2 separate regions of the Sus scrofa genome follow, and region 2 is linked to region 1. A link is a contact called in public Hi-C data. All regions are on one chromosome and are shown on one strand. The core of a region is the stretch at or near the end of the contact, and the rest is flanking DNA. Distances in the headings are between cores, read along the strand shown. Region 1 overlaps LOC106505208. Region 2 holds the start of AKR1E2 (aldo-keto reductase family 1 member E2).

The links. A called contact is a pair of places that touch in the nucleus more often than the background predicts.
Region 2: a contact with region 1 is called in a Hi-C map of embryonic fibroblasts, with 5 times the contacts expected there. The contact joins the promoter of AKR1E2 here to the enhancer-like site in region 1. A contact is called at or near these places in 2 of 5 promoter capture datasets (fetal skeletal muscle and liver), 7 of 47 Hi-C or Micro-C datasets (embryonic fibroblasts, fibroblasts, heart right ventricle and 4 more) and 1 of 2 datasets of contacts at active chromatin or transcription factors (alveolar macrophages).

Annotation. Positions count from the first base shown.
Region 1 is chr10:65,304,941-65,312,149 of Sscrofa11.1, reverse strand. It overlaps LOC106505208, which reads left to right. Exons shown (of 6, transcript XR_001299386.2): 4 at 1,465-1,618. Among named protein-coding and RNA genes, the nearest start is that of ASB13, 34 kb to the right of the region's middle. Within about 2 kb of position 4,424, at least 6 of the 83 cell types and tissues checked have an H3K27ac peak or open chromatin away from gene starts, as enhancers often do. A contact at or near this core is called in alveolar macrophages, embryonic fibroblasts and retroperitoneal adipose tissue, where this site is marked.
Region 2 is chr10:65,690,798-65,698,289 of Sscrofa11.1, reverse strand. AKR1E2 (aldo-keto reductase family 1 member E2) reads left to right here and starts at 4,841. Exons shown (of 11, transcript NR_145511.1): 1 at 4,841-4,881.

The DNA of each region.
Region 1 (7,209 bases), core at 3,175-5,674:
GTGACGGTCCCAGGGCAGCCAGGAGGCCCCGTGCCTCCAGAGAGCACTGACTAAGGGAAAAGGCGCCTTTCCAGACAAGGAATGCGGAATGGACTGGCTCGGCTGTTCTGAGACGTGCAGACACCTTGAATAAATGGTCTGATCACTCAGAACCTTTTGTCTGAAAAACAAAGAAAGAACTCAATCCCCAGGACCGTTCCCATGTCACAAAGTGGCAGCTCAAGAAACAGGAGCTTAGGAGTTCCCGTTGTGGCCCAGTGGTTAACAAATCCGACTAGTACCCGTGAGGACTCGGGTTCGATCCCTGGCCTCGCTCAGTGGGTTGGGGATCCAGCATTGCTGTGAGCTATGGTGTAGGTCGCAGACGTGGCTTGGATCCCGTGTTGCTGTGGCTGTGGTGTAGGCTGGCGGCTACAGCTCTGATTCGACCCCTAGCCTGGGAACCTCCATATGCCACAGGTGCAGCCTTAAAATGACAAAAGACAAAAAAAGAGGAATGGGAGCTTAATAATAATAATGTTACAGGCTGGGCGTCCATGGCCCCCAATCCTTATGTTGCCACATTAACCCCCACCGTGAGGGTGTTGCCAAAATCTCGGCTGCCTCTGAGCACCGGTGCCGAATAGAAACACAGAGACAGAGTTGGAGGAGACAGAAAAAGTAGCTTTAATTTCCAGGCAAAGAGGGGACACCGCAGGCTAGTATCTCAAGGACTGTGCTGCCCTTGGGATGGTGAGGCGTCTTGGTGATGATGGTTCAGGGAGCGGGGCGTGGTCAGCTCGTGGGCGCTTCCTGATTGGCTGGTGGTGAGGTCATTGGGCATCAGCATCATCCGCCTTCGGGTTCCCACCACTCCGGGGTCTCCATGCTTGCGGGTGGCACACAGTTGACTTCTTCCACCTGGTGGGGCTTCAGCACCTGAAACACAGCCCCAAGGACACGGCTCAGCATAGTCTCCATAATCCTTGAAGAAGCACGCACTAAAGGTCCTTGATTTGTTGAATGGCTGAGCGATCATATCCTGTCTTGCTTGCCTTCCTTTTTCTCTGCATTTTGTTACTTCTCTGATTAAATTGATTCTTTGACTAAAGTTTTTCTGTAGTTAAAAAGGCAGGCGGAGGTCATGAGCCCCCCCCCCCCCGAGGATTTGCAGGGCCCTGCTCGGTTACAGGGCAGTGGAGGTGGGGCCTCTGGGGTTAGAGAGGACACACGGGTCATGGATTTGTTTTCTCTTTGGAAGGACGAGACCAGAGCTGCCTCCCTGGGCCCCGCGAGGCCCCGTGGAGAAGGTGGCCCTCAGCAGGCGGGGCCGTGGGCTCTCCCCAGGCCAGAGCCACACACCTGGGTCTGGGAGGTGCGGCCCCCAGAACAGTGAGAGGTGACCGTGTGAGCCCCCAGCCTGCTGCTCTGTTGTGACAGCCGGAGGCGACCAAGCTCAGCAGCCTCCACCCTCATTCTTTGCAGGACTGACCGCCGAGTGGGAGGAAGACAGGCTTGCATCCCAAGGACAGTGTGAGGGCCTGTGGGTAAGAGCATCACTCGCATCTCAGAGTTGTACCAAGAGGGGACAGACGCCCTCCAGAGGTGGCCGGTCCCTGCCTCGGGTAGGCAGTCAGAGGTGAGTCTGGTGGGCAGGCTGGGCCGGTCCACCACCCTGGGAGGTATGGGGGAGGGCAGGACCAGCCTTAGGGGGCGTCACAGAGCGTCACAGAGGGTCTGCTCCGTGCTGCCCTGGGCTGGTTCCCAATGTGGAAGCCGCCACACTTTTATCTCCCGGTTTTGCTGACTTTCTGGCTGGAGGACTGGGCGCTGCAGCCTCTCTCGCCCTCCAGACACTGCCGACAGGTCTGAGGTGGCCCGGGTGCCATGTCACCCCGATCGCTGCTGGGTCAAAGGTCAGAAACGCCAACGCAGTGGGTCTTGGGGCAGCTGTGGGAGCAGAACTGGGGTGGACCAGCATCTGGGCCAGGAGGTTCTAGAAGTCTGTATGGAGGGCTCCTTCCCTTGTGTTGTGCACAGGCTGGAGGCGGGGGGCATGGTCACTTACCGCCCCCACTGCCGCCCCCACCTCCATCTCGAGGTGCAGCTCAAGTTCAAACCCCAGATGTCAAACACGCGCAAAGCCAGCCCCTCCCGGCTGGGTGTGCGATCTCAGACCCCTTGGTGTCCCCACCCAGCTTCGCCTACAGTCCTGCTGCTTGAGGCTCAGTGTCCACCTGGCAATGTCTGTAAAAACCTGCTGGGATGTTCTGGCTCCTTCCTCTGTGCAGAGTGGACGCAGGGGCCAGATGTAATTGGAAAGACCTGTGGGAGCCAGCAGACCTCCCTCCCCCGGCGGTGGGTACCCAGGGCCAGACACGATTCCGAAAAACCCCGGTTCTCCTGCCCCTCGTTCAGCAAGCACCCTGCGCCAGGCGGGTGCTGGGATTACAGGCGGCGACACCCAGGGCCTGGCTCCAGCCTCGGGGCGGCTGCAGTGCGAGGGTCTCCAAGAGCACATTAAGACGTCACTTGACTCGGGGGGCGAGTGGATCTCAGAAGTAAAAGCAGAGGTGCTTTGGGTCGGATTGTCAGCCTCCCCCATGGAAACAAACCCAGAAAGGGAATGAGTCTTGGGTCCAGGAAAAATGGATACAGCTTTCACAAAGGCCCTGCATGAGCGGAGCCCTGAAAGGATTTTTGGTCTTAGCTCCAGCGCCGTCTGCACAGTCTGCATCCTTTTCACTGGGAGCGAGGGGCGGAGGGAAGGCCGGGGAGCCCCGTCGCCCACCCAGGCTGCTCTGTGCCAGCACTCCCGCCGCCCCTCTCCTCCTCCTCCCTCCTTCGGTCCCCGCCTGCAGGTGTCTTCTCAGGACGGGGTTGTTAAGACTGGGGGGTGGGGGGTGTTAACAAGGGTTGGAAGGTTTGAGTGATTTTTTGCAAAGTTAGATGGCGAAGGTTGTCCTCTCCTGCAGTGATCTCACAAGGGAGGGGAGTTAGAGACGTTGGACCAGAAACAAGAGAACGGCGGGGTCTGTGTTGAGTGATTGGCTGGAGACTTAAGTTCAGTGCAAACCAAAAGCCCATCTTTGAAATCGTGGTTGGTTCTGTTGAGTCTCCGGTGGATGCGGTCGGGGTTCTGCCAGCCTTGGACTCCGTTTTGCTCCCATACGGGGCAGCGACCCCGCCCCGCGGCATCCCCACCACCCTGAGCAGAGCCCCCGGGTTTGCCTCGGGTGGGCGGCTGCCTTGCTTTGGGTCTTCTTCCTCTGTGGCCAGGCAGAGCCCCCCTCGCAGAATGGCCTCGCCATCACAGGCAGTCAGGTAAATCGATGAAGTGTTGCTAGAACGTCAAGGGACATGTTGTAGGCTGGCCTGGGCGCTTGTCGTATTTGTTTCCGTGAAACAGGGTGTCCACATAAGACAGTCCCCCGTCTCGGGTCACTGTTTCCTTGTTATTAGAGGTGTCATTTGGTTTAGCGAGTCTCCGCCATTGGGCCACCTGCTTGGAGCCGCGCGGAGCGGATGCGGGGCTGCCTTCCAGGTGTGACTTCTGGGCTCCAGGTGTGGGCTTTGATGTCTTCCAGCCCTGCAGGTAAGAGGGCTTGATCGGTGCCGTAGTGGTTGGACACTGGGCCCTTCCGTCTGTTCTGAGCGCTTTGGCCGGTCTTCTCTTGGGGGAGGCCCCCGAAAATGGTGGGCGGGCTTGGAAATCCCGACAAGCAGGACCTGGTGCCCCCCACCCCCATTTCCCACCCGAGCTCTCTCTTCCTCTCCCCTCCTCTGAGCCTCCAGCTTCTCCCTGTGCTGCGCTTACCCCATTTTCAGTTGGCCTTTAAATAGAACTAAATCCTATTTTTGCTGAATCCGCTCTGCAGCTTTTTTTAAAGAAGCAGGGGATCCCTCGGACTCCCCGAAAGAAGAAGGACAAAAACCAAACGATTAGACGCTTTGAAGGTAGCCTCTGAGAGATTTTTGTCACCCCTACGGCTCAATTAATTCCAGTTTTTCAAATCACCCATGCGTGTTCTGCACGGCGTAGGTTCCCAGAGGCTCATAAGCAAAATCCCGTGCTCCCTGCGTGGCCCAGTCTGGCCCTTTGCACAAGTCCCCTCCAGGTCTGTGCAACGATAAGTGCCGGAAAGGCCTGCAGTGAACGCTTTACACAGGGAAAACCACGGCATCAAACTTCCCGTTTGTTTCCGTGTTTGGGAGAAAAGAACAGAACAGAAGAGAAGCCGCCTCGGGGCGTCTTTAGCAAGTTCCCGCTCGCCCTGGAAAAGCGTGGCCGCACAATCCAAGCCCTTACACAGCTTTGGAAACTAGCCGGCACCACAGATGTAAAAACGAATGCGGTCGTACTTATTAACCCAGGACTCGCGAAACGGTCACCGTCACCTCCCCTTCCCTCCCAGAGCAGAGTTGCGGCTTCCTTCCTGTTTGGGGCTCGGGCGTCTCTCCCAACCCGTTTCCAGATGCACTTCCTCCCTCTGCTCCCTGCGAACTGGGCTCTGGTCCTTCAGGGCCAGAATTTGTGTGGATGTTTGTCTGGGGTGTTAGCTTTTGCGCTTAGGGTGTTTTTGGCTTCCTCGGTGCCCAGCAGAGAACCTGCAATAGAATAACTGGTGAAAAAAGGATGGATGGAAGGAGGGGGGGGGGGAGTGGACTAAGGGCTGAGAGAAGGTTCCTGTTTCTTGTCTTATCCAGTGTCTGATCCAAAGCAGAAGGAGTGGCAGGATTCAGTCAACACCAAGAAGCAATGGAGTTTTCTCCACTGATCGGGCAGGAAGCAGGAGCTAAACTGCTTTACACCAGCTCCGACTTCCGTGGCCCGTTCTCGTCTCTGAGGTCTGTGGTTCACGAGAACTGCCTTCCTGGAGACCAGCTGCTGGGGGGTAAAATTCCATCTGAAGAAGGAAATGCCTGTAGCAGAAACTCATCAGGACTCTCCTCCCTTTATTCGTGGTTTGGAGACATCAGGCTTTTAGGAGGCGCTCTGTTTAGTCGGGACCAACTTAAGACATGTTTGCATTCAAACTGCCAGAGATCGCAGGACTTTGACGCCTACCTAACGGGTTTAGCTGTCAGCTCCATGTGGTACCCACACTGAGAAAAGAGAAAAAGCAAAGCCGCCAGGCTCTGGAAGTCTTTACGCACCAGGCTGCCCAAGGAACGTGGGATGGCACAGCTGCTCACAGTGTGAGCTGGTGGGCTTTGTGATGGGAGCCAGGCTTAGGCTCGTTTTCCTGAATAAGGAAACTCCAACACTTAACGTGAAGGGTGCTGCCCCTGGAAAGAAAGTGTGAGCAGTGGTTCCGACAAAGCAACCCAGGGAGGAAGCGGGTAGCAGAGTCATCCTTCAAGTCCCAGAGGACTTGTTAAAAATTAAACTTGGGCGTATTAAAAGCTATAAGAGTTTATTTCAGGAAATCCATTCAAACCAGGCAGCATTCAGTCTGGCAGGTAGAAAGGTGGTCTGAGGAGTTCCCACTATGGCAAGGTGGCTTGAGAATTCAACTGCAGCAGCTCGGGTCGCTGCGGAGGTTCAGGTTTGATCCCTGGCCTGGGGTAGTGGGTTAAAGGATTGGGTGTGGCTGCAGCTGCCACTCAAATTCAATCATTGGCCCCAAGAACTTCCATATGCAGTGAGTCCAGCAGAAAAATGGAAGGAAGGAAGCAAGGAAAAGTCCAAAACGATGTCCCAAATGAGAGACGTTTATGGGCGACAGGAAGCCGGGTCCAGAAAGTTATTCTAGACAAAATGTAGGTTGGTAATTGCAAGGTCACTTTCCTTTAGGGAGTGTGGGGTCTGTCAGGCAGGTTGCATAACTGGTGCTCATCGGCTGCTTCCACGTGGGGAGTGCTTCCGCAGTAATGAAGTCTGTTTGGTGACACGGGGCTTAGCTTAAGTGACTATAATGGGGGCCTGTGGTCTTGCTTTGAACAAATTCCAGCCTTGTACAGACTCATCTAGACGCATCCGCAGGTCACCCCGTGTAGCATCTCTGTGCAGGGCTGCTGGGGCAGGGGGAGACTCTGCCTCCTTCGCTGGAGACAGGGACACGGAGGGAGGGTGAGCAGGAGAGGGAGACACTGCTGGGAGACCTGTTCCCTCCCCGAGCCTCCCAGTATCCCCACCTGCAGAGGGCACGCGGCACCCAGGCTCTGCGGCTGCGTCTTCCTGCTGTGAGGTGCTGCCTCGGTTTAGAGGAACAAGCTTTGATCTCCAGGAAGGCTTGGAAGCTGAAAGGGTACCGTTTAAAAAAAAAAAAAATTAAGCTATAGTTGATTTACAGTGTTCCGTCAATTTCTGCTGTACAGCAAAGTGACCCAGTGTGTGTGTGTGTGTGTGTGTTCTTGTTTTCATATTATCTTCCATTGCGTTCTATCGCAGGTGATTGGACACAGTTCCCTGTGCTGTACAGCAGGACCTCACTGCTTATCCACTCTAAGTGTAACAGTTTGCACCTACTAACCCCAAACTCCCAGTCCATCCCTCTCTTCCCCCTCAGCAACCACAACTCTGTTCTCCACGTCTGTGAGTCTGTTTCTGTTTTGTGTATGGGATCATTTGTGCCATTTTTTAGATCCCACATGTAAGTGATACCATATGGTATTTGTCTTTCTCTTTCTGAGTTACTCCACTTAGTATGAGAGTCTCTAGCTGCATCCATGTTGCTGCAAATGGCATCATTTTGGGTTTTTTATGGCTGAGTAGTGTTCCATCGTGTGTATGTACCGCGTCCTTAGCCCTTCGTCTGTCAGTGGACATTTAGGTTGCTTCCACGTCTTACCTATTGTGAATCGTGCTGCAATGAACATTGGGGTGCAGTATCTTTTTGAATTACAGTTTTCTCTGGATGGATGCCCAGGAGTGGGAATGCTGGGTCAATGGAAGTTCTATGTTTAGTTTTCTGAGGGAAACTGTTTTCCACAGTGGTTGCACTAACTTACTTTCTGCCAACAGCCTAGAAAGGTTCTGAGAGGGAGTCTTAAACAGAACCCACTTTACAATGGTCATGCAGATCTCTCTTTTTTTAAAAGACAGTTCTGCCCTTTGTCGCTCTTCTGCATTAAACTTCGGTTAAGGGGAGTTCCTGTCCTGGCTCAGCGGTGGTGAACCTGACTAGTATCCATGAAAACGTGGGTGGATCTCTGGCCTCACTGAGTGGCTTAAGGATCTGGTGTTGCCACGAGCTGTGATGTAGGTCACAGATACGGCTCAGCTCC
Region 2 (7,492 bases), core at 3,592-6,091, 390 kb before region 1:
TCCCAAGCAAGGCTATCTGCCCGGTCGCCCCCTCCCTTCCCCCCCTCCCCGCCCCCGCGCGTGGTCTTTCCATTGGTGGCGTTTTCCTTGTTGGACACCAGAGCCACCCTTTGCCTTATGGCTCCTGGCCTCCTCCGACACCTACAACAGCGGTTTCCACCCCGGGATTCTGAACACGTCTGCTGTAGAGGCTTCCGCCTCCACTGGGATTTCCTTTTTAAATCATAAAGTGCTATTTTAAATACAGGCAAAAAGGCACAATTAATCAGTCCCCACTTAAAATATGTGAAACAGACGCAAAAAGCCACATATTACATCGTGTCATTTATAGAAATAATCCAGTCGAGGTAAAGCCACAGAAAAAGACACATGAGCCGCTGCCGAGGGCTCGGGGCTGGGAGGGGGAGGGAGCGGCTGCCTTGGGGACCAGCCTTCCTTTTGGGGAGAGGAAGAGAGGCTGCAAGTGGACAGGGTGCCGGGTGCACAGCATATGGGGCTCTTAATGCCTCTGAACCGCACAATTTAGTCATTACAAGGTTATATTTTATTGAATCTGAATTTTAATGCACAAAATGTTAACATTAAATATAGCTCTGGTGCTGGGGAGGCGCTGGGTGTGGCCTCAGCTCCTTGGGTCGGGAGGGCAGAAATGCAGCAGAGGATTCAGCCGAGGATGCAGGGGCCCAACCCTCCGGGGGTAGCTGTGGAAGCAGCCCCAGCTCAGAAGCTGCCCAGGAATGGGCTGGGCCCTTGGCTCTAGCTCTGGGCGACCGGGGTCTGCAGTCAGCAACTGAGTCAGCTCTTGCGCCCAAGGGCCCAGGAGAGGCAGTCTGCCGGGCGATGGGTGTTCGAGGCCAGTCTTTGCTCCTCCCCTACAGCAGCCCCTGCGGGCTCCTCCCCGAGTGGCCTAGTAGGGACCCTCCTTCTCCACCCGGTCGCAAGTGCTTCCTCGCCCCAGGCTCGGCTCTGCCTCCCTGGGCTCCTGGTCCTCCCACGCAAGGAGGAGGAGGTGGGCCTGGGGCTCCAGGTCTGGGCCACGCAGCCTGCGCTGCTCCTAAGCCATCAGCTGCTTGAAGGGTGACAAGCCCATGGGCCACTCACTGGTCCAGCCCGGGGCCCGGGAAGGAGGAGACGGTGCTGGGGGTGGAGGGTGGGCAGCAGAGTCGGAGCCTGGCTTTTCCTTCCACTGGCCCCTGTGGGGGCTGGGCTCCGGCTTCCCCCTGCCACCCAGAGGCCATCCCCCCACCCCACTCGGCGGCCAGGCGGAGGCCACAGAGAAGGTCCACCGCAGGAGGCTCTGACCACCTGACCTCCTCCCAGGGAGGCCTGGCCACCCCTCTGCCCACCCCTCCCACCCTGGACCCTCAGTGCCAGGTGGGCAGGGAAGGCTGCGCCTGCTCTGCTCACGGCACACAGCAGCTCTCCACGGGCAGCTGGGCTCCGAGGCGGAGGTGCAGCCCTCCGTCCTGGGTGGGCCCTCAGATTGGGGAGGGGGCAGGCAGGGCGGGGCTGCAAAGGGGATGGATTCTCAGGTGGCTCTGAGCCCCCAGCCTCCCCTCTGCTCCCTGGGGCCTGGGACCACAGCCCCCCAACTCCTTTCCTCCTGCAGGAGAAGCTCCCCCCTCCCCCGCCTCAGTGCTCTAGCAGGAACCGCAGGACCTTAGGGAGCCAGGGTTCTGTCCAGCACCTCCCTCAGGCCCCAAATGTCACCACCGTGGAGAGGGGGCCCTCTGTCATTGCCTGCTCACTTCTTCAGTTGTTCCCAGGGCCTGTCCTCCTGACAACAAGGGCAGAGGGACCCCCACCCCAGGGGAGGTCAGGAGAGCCTCACATGTGTCCACTACCTGCCATGGCGTCCAGGGGGACTGGCGGACTCCAGACCTGAATGGAAGCCCCTCTTGGGGGGGGCAAGGGTTTTGTCTCCTCTGTCCACTGAGCTCAGCTAAGTGCCTGGCAAGCGCCTGTGCACGGCAGGTGCTCTGTACTCTTGCTGCCATGCAGCTTCTCAGATGTCTGCGTCAACCTGGAGCCCTCATCCCCAGGGATCCCCACTCTGGCCACACCCGGGACAGGAACACTGTCCCCAGACAGAGCGTGAAAGCGCCTTTACAAGCGTAAGAGCCTCACCCGAGGTCACAGGGCAAGTGAGGCTTGAAGCACAGGGCATCTAAGAACGGCCACGTCCTCTCCAGAGCTGGACACAGGCTCGGTGCTCCTGGTGCCTCGCACCACTCAGCCCTGGCAGGATGCCTCTGAGTTTGGACCTTGTAGCACCCCCGTTTCCACAGGAGCAAACCCAGGAACAGAGAGGTGACGGGAATTCCAAAGACACACGGCTGTGCCACAGAGGGGGAAAGCGCCCCCCTTCTCTCCAGCAGGCCCAGGACCTTCCGAGTGTCAGTGACATTTCAGCAGGTACACAGAGGTAGCATCCAGCTTAGGGGTGACCTGTCTTCATGCAGGGGTGGACCAGGGCCGGGGGCGGGGGGGGGGTCGAGTGAAATAATGTATGTTAACAGCAGGAAAGTGAAAAAATACTCATGGCCATTATGTGAAGTCAGAGCAATATATAAAGAATTTTCCCCCAAATATATGAAAAGCAGTTGTGCAACCGGCCAGGGAGGAGCCGATTGGTGGAGGCAGAGGGAGGGAGGAGCCCGACTCCTGGCCATTGAGACCCGGGCCACTCGAGGGCAAGGCCCCAGCCTGAAGCCCCACAGCCTGCTGCCCACCCCCAACACGCGGGGTCTGCACAGTGAGGACCTCACCAGCCTCTGCTTCCGGGCGTCATTAGGCCTGTAACAGTCAAGACCACGAGACCCCAGGGGTGACGCCACATGTGACCAATGTACAGACTCAGAGGTGGAAGGCTACAAACCAGGGAGGGATGGGAATGTAGCTGGCATTCAGCTCAAAACAGGCGTCGGTTCTGCCGTGATCTCCTGAGAGACACCTCCCCTCTTGGCCTCGTGTCCTAGTTTGTCCCTTGGGGAGGCTGAAATGAAATTCGCTCCTCGCCTTCTCTCGCATGAAACTCTCCAAGGACCCCCCACATTTAGAATCAGGCCCCCAAGGGCCTTATCTTGCTCCCCTAAGCGGCCCTCTGTGTCCGGGTTCGCAGGCACGTGTAATCCCTCCCCCAGAGGGTGGGTTCAACTTAGACACTGGCTTCTAACCAACAGAAGAGGATAAAGGTAATGGGCTCTCACCTCAGAGGACATACAGAAAGTCAGTGACCCTGTCTTGCTTGCTCTGTCCTGAGTACCCCCTGCCCACCATTGCAAAGAACCAAGAGAGGGCTCAGCAACTGACCTCCAGGCAACCTGAACCCTGCAAATAACATGTGGGCAACCGGGAGGGGGGGGGGTGGCTTTGGGAGCAGGGCCCAGTGCCCTGGAGACCGAGGGGCAGAGGCTCCCAGCTGAGCAGAGCCTGGAGGCTGGTCACAGAAACTGAGATGCTTATTCTTGTAATGCTTGTTCTTGAAAGCCACTGAGTTAGCATGATGCTGTCACAGGGCAACAGACTTGCTAGTACTTCCTTTCAGGCTGAGGATCTGACCCTGCCCTCTCCCCTCCCTCCTCCCCACGCGCGCGGGCTCTAGTCACCCAGGCCGGCTCTTGTCCTACCTCCTTCCCGGGCCAAATTCTCCTCTGCACCTCTGGGCCCCACGCCGCTGGCAGATGTGCCCAGGGCTGGCGCCTCTGGTCGTTCTGGTCACCAGGAGCTCCTGGCCCTCTTTCCCGCTCCCAATTTATTTCCCTAGAGCACGTGCTCTCCTCTTGCGCACGGATTTGCTTTTCTGCTTTGGTCCACCTCCCTGTAGGGTCTCTGAGTTCCTGGGCGGGGCAGGGACCACGTGGGGCCTTTCAGCCCCACCCACAGACTTCACAAGACCCCAACTCGGGGTGAGTGCTGAGAGCACAATTGATGAATGAATAATAAAAGGATCTCGGGGCCCCTTCCACCCTCCGAGCAGCTCATTCTGTGGAGATGGAGGCTAATAATAAGAGGAGGCAGGGGGACACCCAGAATGACCCTGGGTGTCCTTTCCAGAGCCAGTTACTCCGTTGACGACAATGGGCACAACCGCCCTCTGCTGGTCAGCGCCAGCACTGCGGCGCCGGGCAGGAAACAGAAATTAAAACACATCCTTGCAGGGTCATCAAGTCAGTGAGGTCCCTGTGGGCTCTAGGGGTGGGGGTGTCAGGGGACCTCGCATCCTGCATGTATTTATTTTGGCAAGTCACCAATGGAGAACCAAGGCCAAAAACTCTTCTACGAGCCTGTGAGACTCTCGGGGTCCGACCCAACACATCAATTTGTGGAGGAGGAAGCAGGCCTTCCCTCCTATCTCTTGGGAGGGTGGAGTAGGAGTGTCGCCATGGGAGCAGGACTGTCGGGGGCTTACCCTCCTCCAAGGCACTCATTGGTGGACACAAGGCCCCAGATCCTGTCCTCTTCCCGCTGCCCTGGGACTGCCCTGGCCCAGACGACCCTGGGACCTCCGGATCCCTGCTCAGCAGCCGGCATCTTCAAGTCCGGAAGCAGAGAGCCGCTGGAGAGTTGCTAGAAGACGGGCGGTGGGTCGGCTCCTGCCGAGGTCCCGATGCCCCGCGCCGGTGCCGGCGCGTGCGCACAACCACTCCCGGACGCCCAACCAGCGGCCTCTGCGCTCGTGGGCGTGGCCACTGCCTGAGTGCCCCGCCCACTAACCAGCTACCTCCGCCAGTCAGCCAATCAGGCCACCTGTGTCCGCCACGGTGCCGCCCCCTAAACTGGCTGTCCCCTTAGGTGGCGTCCCTCTGGAGTCGCGCGGCAGCCCCAGACCTGATCTGAACAATGGAGAAGATACCTGTCCTGGGCCTGGGCACCTGGCAGGTGAGGCAGCCTCGCCGTCCGGGAGGGGCGGCGCCTTTCCTTGGCGCGCGCTGACGTGGGCGGGGGGCACCTGCGGGGCCACCTGGGGTGGGGGCACCCGCCTGGACCCCTCGGAGGAGACGCCTGCCGCAGCCTCCACAGGACCAGCTGGTCGCCCGCACCTGCCCCCCCCCCCGGGGGGGGAGGGCTCTTGCTGTGTTTGAAAGATGGAATATTTAGGCAGCAGATTTTCTGAAAATGAGGGTTGTCCTTATGGTATTTCATATTGAGTCCCAATCATAATTATTCAGAAATAATGTCTGGGAAAGTCCAGAAGAAAAGGTTGTCCAGCTTGAATTTGGGCAGGAAGATTGGCAGTTACCTGACAGATCAGAGCAGCAGACAACCGGGAGATGGAGAAATGTCTGTCTCAAAAAGACAAGGAAACGCTGTCATCGCCAACTTAATTTTGAAAAGAAACTTTGAAACTTTGCCTTCTTCTGGGTGTGAAAACCTGATAGCGGAGGCACTTTGGACCTTTTTCTCTACTTTGGACTTTCTAATTGCTGTCAGGACTTTAGACACAGCACTAACTAAAAAGGCTTTCCTATTTGCTTTAAAAAAAATGCAGAAAACCCCTTAGGTTTTGATAAAAAGATACTCATTTAAGAAGTCACATAGGAAGTTATTGGATGGGTAGGAATTAGAATGATCAACCCTTGCTCGTTAAAATATTATTCAAATTATTTCTTCTATTCACTTATCAACTCGTAGAGGTCAGGAATGTGGTTTAATTCATCGCGGTTTGGCAGAATGAATTGGAATTATTTCCTCTTTTTCTTTTGTTGGAAGGATTTTGTTATAAAGTGGGGTGAATTCTAACCTGTAATTTTTTTGCAGCTATGTGTGTGTTGTATTTAATTGCTTCATTTTAAAAATAATTACAGGACAGTTCAGTTCAATTATAGAACTTTACTTCTTAAGTTTTTCTAGGAATTTTTCCATTTCATTCCAAATTATCAGCTTCTAGTCATTGATAATAGTTTCTTATATTTTATTTTATTTCTTTCTTTTTACAGCCGCACCTGAGACGTATGGAAGTTCCCAGCCTAGGGGTCAGATCAGAGCTGCAGCTGGGCTACGCCATAGCTGCTTGTGACAGCACCAAATTCTTAACCCACTGAACAAGACCAGGGATCAAACCAGCATCCTCACAGAGACAACATCGGGTCCTTAACCCACTGAGCCACAACGGGAACTCCCAGGTTCTTAGATGTTAAATCTCTCTCTCTTTTTTTTAATCTACATGTACTGCTTTTCTTTCATGTCATTTATTTACTTATTTATTTTTTCCTTCTTCCATTTTTTTTATTACTCAAATGAATTGATCACATCTGTAGTTGTATAATGATCATAACAATCTGATTTCACAGGATTTCCATCCCACAGTCCAGGCACATCCCCCCACCCCCCAAACTGTCTCCTCCAGAGACCATAAGTTTTTCAATGTCTGTGAGTCAGCATCTGTTTTGCAAAGAAGTTCCGTCCGTCTGTCCTTTCTTCAGATTCCACATGTCAGTGAAAGCATTGGATGTTCTTTCACGTCATTTAAAACAATCAGTCTTCTCAGTCTTGTCAAAAGTTTGTCTCCTTGGGAATTCCTGCTGTGGGTTGGCATCAGGTTAAATCCAGCGTTGTCTCTGTGGTGTTGCAGGTTTGATCCCCAGCCTGGTGCACTGGGTTAAGGATCTGGTGTTTCTGCAGCTGCAGTGTTGTAGGGCGCAAATGCAGCTAGGATTCCCTCCCTGGCCTGGGGAACTTCCATATGCCTTGGGTGTGCACCCCCCAAAAAAAAAAAGTTTGTCTCCTTTATTAAGGGGTTTCAAAGAACTAACCTCTGGCCTTGTCGATTTTCCCTACCCATTGTTGATACTCATTCTTATTTTCATTTTCTCTTCCCTTGTAATTTCTCCGTGGTCCTTCTAACTCGAGATGGACACTGGGTTCATTAGCGCTCAGCCACTCTGACCATGTTCTTGTTACGTGAAGATCCTTGTACTGGTGCGTCTTGTGGGGTCATGTGACGTTCACGTGAGAAAGCGCCTTGTGAGCTGCGAAGCCCTCTGGGAACGCTGGGTGCAGTGATCCCGCGCCCCATCCTGTGCCTCTTCCCTGAGTTCCAGGCCCCTCGCCTGCTTGAGCAACCCTGTTTCAGGGAGCCTTCTTTCCCACACGTCCACACTCTGTTCCTTTGGGTTCTGGCAGATGCTCCGTGGGATGGATTACCTTTGAGCGCACCTGTCTAGCTTTACCTCTGGGCTGACGGGCTTTGTGGGGTGGGGGTGCGTCTATTACCTCCTTGCATCTCATTCATGGTCATTGTTCCTCCTAAATCCATTTATTCCTTTGTCCAGCCTGGAAGCACAGCATCTAGCTCAGTTATTTACAGGCACTAAAATGACTGAAAATGTAGCATTTCCCCACATAAGTAAAGGAATTTGATCGTAGATAATCTGTGAATTCTTTCCGAACGACACTCCCTAATTTTACGATGGACTCATGTACCGAGGCAGTAGCGTCCTTTTGCAGCTACTGCTGATGCTGCATTGTTCTAGCGTGAAAGGGGCAGGCC